2 separate regions of the Sus scrofa genome follow, and region 2 is linked to region 1. Evidence: chromatin contacts called from public Hi-C data. All regions are on one chromosome and are shown on one strand. Each heading gives the region's core, a stretch centred on a gene start, on an enhancer-like site or on the middle of the called end of the contact. The rest is flanking DNA. Distances are from core to core; before and after follow the strand shown. Region 1 holds the start of BDNF (brain derived neurotrophic factor). Region 2 holds the start of LIN7C (protein lin-7 homolog C).

Evidence for each region. Hi-C and Micro-C count contacts between places; a contact is called where the count stands out from the background.
Region 2: a contact with region 1 is called in a Hi-C map of embryonic fibroblasts, with 4 times the contacts expected there. The contact joins the promoter of LIN7C here to the promoter of BDNF in region 1. A contact is called at or near these places in 2 of 47 Hi-C or Micro-C datasets (embryonic fibroblasts and heart right ventricle).

What each region holds. Positions count from the first base shown.
Region 1 is chr2:32,643,228-32,646,067 of Sscrofa11.1, reverse strand. BDNF (brain derived neurotrophic factor) reads right to left here and starts at 1,407. Exons shown (of 2, transcript NM_214259.2): 1 at 1,263-1,407.
Region 2 is chr2:32,843,448-32,846,287 of Sscrofa11.1, reverse strand. LIN7C (protein lin-7 homolog C) reads right to left here and starts at 1,360. Exons shown (of 5, transcript XM_003122904.4): 1 at 1,029-1,360. The coding sequence starts at 1,065.

The sequences.
Region 1 (2,840 bases), core at 158-2,657:
GTGGAGGGAGGAAAGGAGTTTTTGCCTCTTCCCATAACTTCTTCAGTGCCCCCAGTCAACTTTCCCCGGCAGACGCGCGGCTCCCGCGCCAAGCCCCACGCTCGATGCTCGCCTACCTCTGGGTCCACACAAAGCTCAAGGGTCCCCAGCGGCGGAGTCACATCCTTGTCCCGCTCCTGGCCCCTGAGCCCCGCCCCGGTCCCCGTCGCGGAGCCGCTCGCCGCCGGCCCCACAGCAGCGTTGGCAGCTGCAGTTCAAGCGTCTCATCAAAGCTTCACAAGGAGGAGCTGGGGGGCGCGCAGGGCCGGCTCCTCGGCCCCGCCCGGGAGCCCGCGGCGCGACGGGGTGCGCGGGACAGCTAGCCGGCGGGTGCGCCCCGGCGCGGCGGCGTCTGCAGCGCGGACTAGGAGCTCCAGCCTGCGCCTGGAGCCGGGGTCAGACATTATTTAGCTCTTCGGTTGAGCTTCTATTGGTCAAACGGCGCCGCCCCCCCCGCCCCCCTCCTCCCGCTCGCCCGCGCCACCGAGACCCGTGCGGGGTGGCTGCTTAAAGGGAACGCCGCGCCTTTTCCTCTCCCCCAGCTCGGCCCCTAGGACTCCCTGGGCTGCTGGGGCTCCCCTGGCCCGCGCGCCGCGTTCCGCCTTTCTTCTCGGCCCCGCGACGTGACCCCGCGAGCCCCGCGCCCGTACCTAGGGCGCCCCATCAGGACCGCGCGCCACGCCCGCCGTCGGGAGGAGTGACCTAGTCCCGGCCCGGGGGAACCCCGCGTCCGGTGCCCTCCGCGGAAGCCCTGGCTCTGCGCGCGGGGGCGCGAGGGAGTAAGCGGGAATCCAGCGCCCCCGGGGTCTCGCTCCCCTCCCTGGCCACTCCCTACGCCCCATCCCAGCACCCAAGTTCTGTGGGAGAGGGCGTGCGTTTCCCGGGCCACAGACACACCTTCCCGCACCTTCCGGCACGACGGAGCTGGCAAATGTGAGCACACAATGAAATCGCACAGAGCATGGGGGCTATTGGTTTACTCCGCTGCCTTAAACACACGGGCTTAAACAGAGTTCGTGCACTGACCTCTCCGGAGTTTGCCTAATAGGAATTCGATCAAGATAATAACGGCATTTTTTATTAATGAACGCCCCCAGATAACGTTACACCAAGTTACTTGCTCCAGCCAAGAAGCCGAGGCAATGACAGATCTCACTAAAGCCACACGGTTTCTAGCCGACCAGAGAAAAACGGAAAGAGATAGAAAGAAAAAAGAAACCCACCTTTTCAGTCACTACTTGTCAAAGTAAACATCAAGGCAGCTGCTCTGGGGAAGACTTCGGCCCCGAAATCCCCAGACTCTATTATTTTTTCACGTTCCCTTTGGTCAAAAAGAAGGGGTAGGGGGGAATCTTTGGTGCCCGGTTTGTACTCCTTCTGTTCTGCAGCAAAGAAGTTAAATTATTGATAGTGGAAATTGCATGGCGGAGGTAATACTCGCACCCCCTGAGCGAGGAGCTCCATTTGATCTCGGCAGAGGCAGGGAGATTTCATGCTAGCTCGCCGGGGGGAGCGGCTGCGCGAGCAGCCCTCTCCGGGTGAATGAGAAAGTGGGTGGGAGTCCACGAGAGGGCTCCACGGTGCCTTGACGTGCGCTGTCATATGATACCTCCGCTGCCTCGAAATAGACACTCTAGTGCACGAATTACCAGAATCAAAATTCAGCGCATTTAAAATGATACATCTTTTATTAGAAGAGTTCCGTTCCAGGGCATTGCATGGTTCTGCAGATGTTTTCACTTCCCTCCCTAGCAAACTTACACACATAAACCAACCCTTTTAATAATGAACCTGGGCAGCAAAGATAAATAAAAGGCCTTCTGTTTCAACGTGTGTGTGTGTGTGTGTGTGTGTGTGTGTGTGCGCGCGCGCGCGCGCGCAGGGGGTAGTTGACTCAGTTAATCCTCCCCTCGAGCCCCTCCCCCCGCAGCAGAAGAGCAAACTGTCTGTCGGATACTTATTTGTCGGTAGCCAAGACCCTTGGAGAGAACTTAAGTGGCTAGGGTCCAGAGAATCATTTTCAATTTGCCATTGGACGAACGCTTTCAACTGTCTACCTGGGTTCCTGCTTTAAAGCTGAATTTCCTTTCCATTAATTCAACCGACTCGTAGGTCTGCACTAGGACAGACCTTAAAATTTAGAATAAGGAAAAAAACAGCGGTGATTAACTAGGAGTTCTTGGACCACCTCCGAGCATAGCAAATCACCTGGGTGCCTATTAAAATGCAGATTTCTCCTCTAGAAATTGTGATTTACGAAGGGTGGGGCAGCGTCCAGAAATTAGCATTTTTAAAAGCACAGCAAGCAACTGGGATGCAGAAAATATGAGGTTGCATTGTGAGAAACATTTTCTTAAGGGTTGCCTAAATGGGAGTTAGAGGACTCTCCCATTTCCCCCAAATTTGGTAGTCAGGATTGCATCTGTGCATTTTTTTTCTGTAATCTCAAAGGGGTTTGACCTAATAATTGCTAAGACTCATTGCTTTAAGAATGTCTCTAAACACTCCACAACATTAATTTGGGGGAAGGGAAAGATTTATTAACAGTTTCCCTTCCTAGACCCTCTTGTGGTTATCAAGAATGTGCTGTTGAACTGAATATATAATATCATATACTCAGTTCAGTTTACCTAACAGTTTCTAGTTTTAAAAAAATGAATGCACTTATATTGTTTTAGAGCTTCTAAAGACCAGTTATAGAAATTAGTATTCTTATTTTATAAAGAACCCGAGGCTCAGTGCCACGAAATAATTTGCCCAAGTTCACACTGCTAAATGCCAGAGATGAGACTTTAATAAAT
Region 2 (2,840 bases), core at 111-2,610, 200 kb before region 1:
CTAAAAATGCATTCTCTCCTTAGAGCGGAAGTTACTTAACACTCAGACAGTAAATGCAAAAGTTAATATCTGCAAGATATTTTCAATCTCCATCCTATACTTTATCACTAGTACTCCATATGTGTACTTCATACTTTTTGACTCTTACGACTCCTAATACTAGCATGTCAAAAGTATGCATGAAGTTATTTGAAAAAAAGGACTTGGGAGGAAAGAGGGGAATGCTGAAAATCTTCAACAGGCCTCTTCTAGGCTCATAGCTATGTACTTTAACTGGCTTTTCGATTTCCAGTCATTCAGCAGAAAGGTTTTATTTTCCTTGACAGCCTGCTCTACAAAGCAAGCACCCAGCCAGTTAGCAATTGTAGGATTTGTAAAGAAGGAAAAAAACTACACTATTAAGTATTTTACAATCTACCACAATTCCAACTAGTTATGTAACCTTCTTCCCTGGACATTAGTAAGATTGTTTTTAAAGCACCTTCTCCGTACGGGGAGGGGGACCACAGCCAGAACACAACCCGATAGAAATACAAGTGGGGTTGTGGTCGAAGTAACGACAGCGTTCGTGCATAAATAAGGTGGGTTCTGTGGCAATGTACTGTGAAGCCGGGCTGTGTGAGTAAGGCGGGGACACTGGATTGTGCACAGGTCAATACGGGCAGTGAGTGTAGTCTGTACAACTGGGCGTGTGATGTTTGCTTAGCTAGACACGTCTCCGAACGCTGCGTCTGCCATACCCATCCAGAGAACGCGTGTGCAGAGTGTGTTTGCGAACGCAGACAGGTGGGGTCGAACAGTACTGTGCTTCGCGACTGTCCGTGTGAATAGAGGTGGGTCTGGGTATCAGTCAAGAGCAGCAAGCTCTCCCCCTGGGGCCAGGCGCAGCAACGTCGGCGGCCACCGGCGCCAGCGCGAAGAAAAGACTGATTCCAGATCTCAGAGCTTAGCTGCCCCCCACCCCCACGGCGGAAAGGCACTCCCCCACCTTCTCCGTCCACGACAGTCCCGGCCTAGTCCCCACTCACCCCTCTCCAGTCGCACAGGTTCCCCCAACGCCGCCATCTTCTCCCTTTGCCTGCAGACCCACAGGAAATGACGATAGAGGGGCTGCGGTGGAGGGGCGGGGCTTAGCAGGAGCCGGGAGCAACCGAGCCAGTATCGCGAGAGCGGGAGCAACCGAGCTGGGGCTCGCGGGGATCTTCCCGTGGGCTGAGCGGGCTCCAGAGGGTGGCCTTGGGCTGCATCTTCAGTGCTTGTCAGGTTCTCCAATCCCCCGGCCTCCTATAGTTGAAAAGAGTCTCCCTCCCAATTCTTTCCCCATTCTTAGCTATCCCACCCGTTTGCAACCCTTGGCTCCATGTGGTGGAGTCTGGATTCTTGTTACCCCTTGGTTCTGTGAGCCTGGACTGCTCACTTACCTTCTTTCGGCCTCAGTCTTCCCCTCTGTCGGACAAAGAGTCCGATCTCCGATTTCTTTAGATTCTAAGTGAGATTCGGTGACGTGTGTAAGTGAGATATTATAAATTCCGCATTTGTGGCTCCATTGCTTTAATTAATTTACCAATCCAAGGCATAGATCTTCCCTAGAAATCTGAGAATAAGGATAGAAAGTACGGAGTTCCCCGTCCTGGCGCAGCGGAAACGAATCCTACTAGGAACCATGAGATTTCGGGTTCCATCCCTGGCCTTGCTCGGTGGGTTAAGAATCCGGCATTGCTGTGAGCTGTGGGCTCAGATCTGCCATTGCTGTGGCTGTGGTGTAGGCCTGCAACTACAGCTCCAATTAGACCCCTAACCTGGGAACCTCCATATGCCCTGGGTGCGGCCCTAAAAAACACAAAAGGCAAAAAAAAAAAGGATGGAAAGTGCAAAAGTCATGAAACACTCTTGGGTGAGTGAGAAAACAAGACACTTGGGTGCATCTCAAAGTAGGAATTTTTAAAAGCTCATCAAAAACCTTATATAAATGAAATATTAGGAAGCAAATAATATTCTTAAAACACTCTAGATTCTTAGGACTACTTTTGAAAATTTCATGAGCCAAAACCAATTTTAGGCCTTAATTTGAGTGTGAAATATTAATTTGCCCAGCATTTCAATTCCACTAGTATTTATTCAAGCTCCAGTCTGCACTGCTAATCTGTGGGGTGCTCTTACAAAGGAGTGTTTAACACTTCATGACAAGATGGTTTTAACGACCTCTCTGTTGCCCCATACATCCTTTCCATTCAACTATAGTATTTTCTTCTCTTCCATCATGAATGCCACCATTAGACTCTTTTTTCCCCCTTGAACCCTGATTCCATCATCAAAGGTTACTGCTCAAAAACTTTCAATGGCTTCCCCCCCCCCAATTCCTATTCCTAAAGCCTTGCAAACTCTGATCCTAACTCATCTAACCTCATTTCTCATCCCTCAAATGGAATAACCACTCCAGTAGAGGTGGAATGTTTAAAACCATGCTTCTTCTTGCTTCCAAGTCTTCATTTATTTTGTACTTATGTAGAATGCCTTTCTTCATCGCTTCTAGTTTTCCATACTCTGTACATCCTCAAACTGAACCCATCCTCCAGGTCTGTGGAAGATATGCCACTTCCACTAAGTTTCCCTTTTGGCCATTCTGTTTCCCTTCTTTGGTCCTTAATGGCCCTTATGTCCTGCAAAAGCATTCATGTACTTTTCATCTCTTATTCATTGCTGTCATTTGTTGCTACAGATGTTCAAGAACTTTTGCTAAATATTTAAGGTCTATATCGGGCACCTTGCTAGACATTGAGAATATCATGTGGAGAAAGACAAATGCAGACATTGCCCTTGACTCTTCAAATATTTCTTCC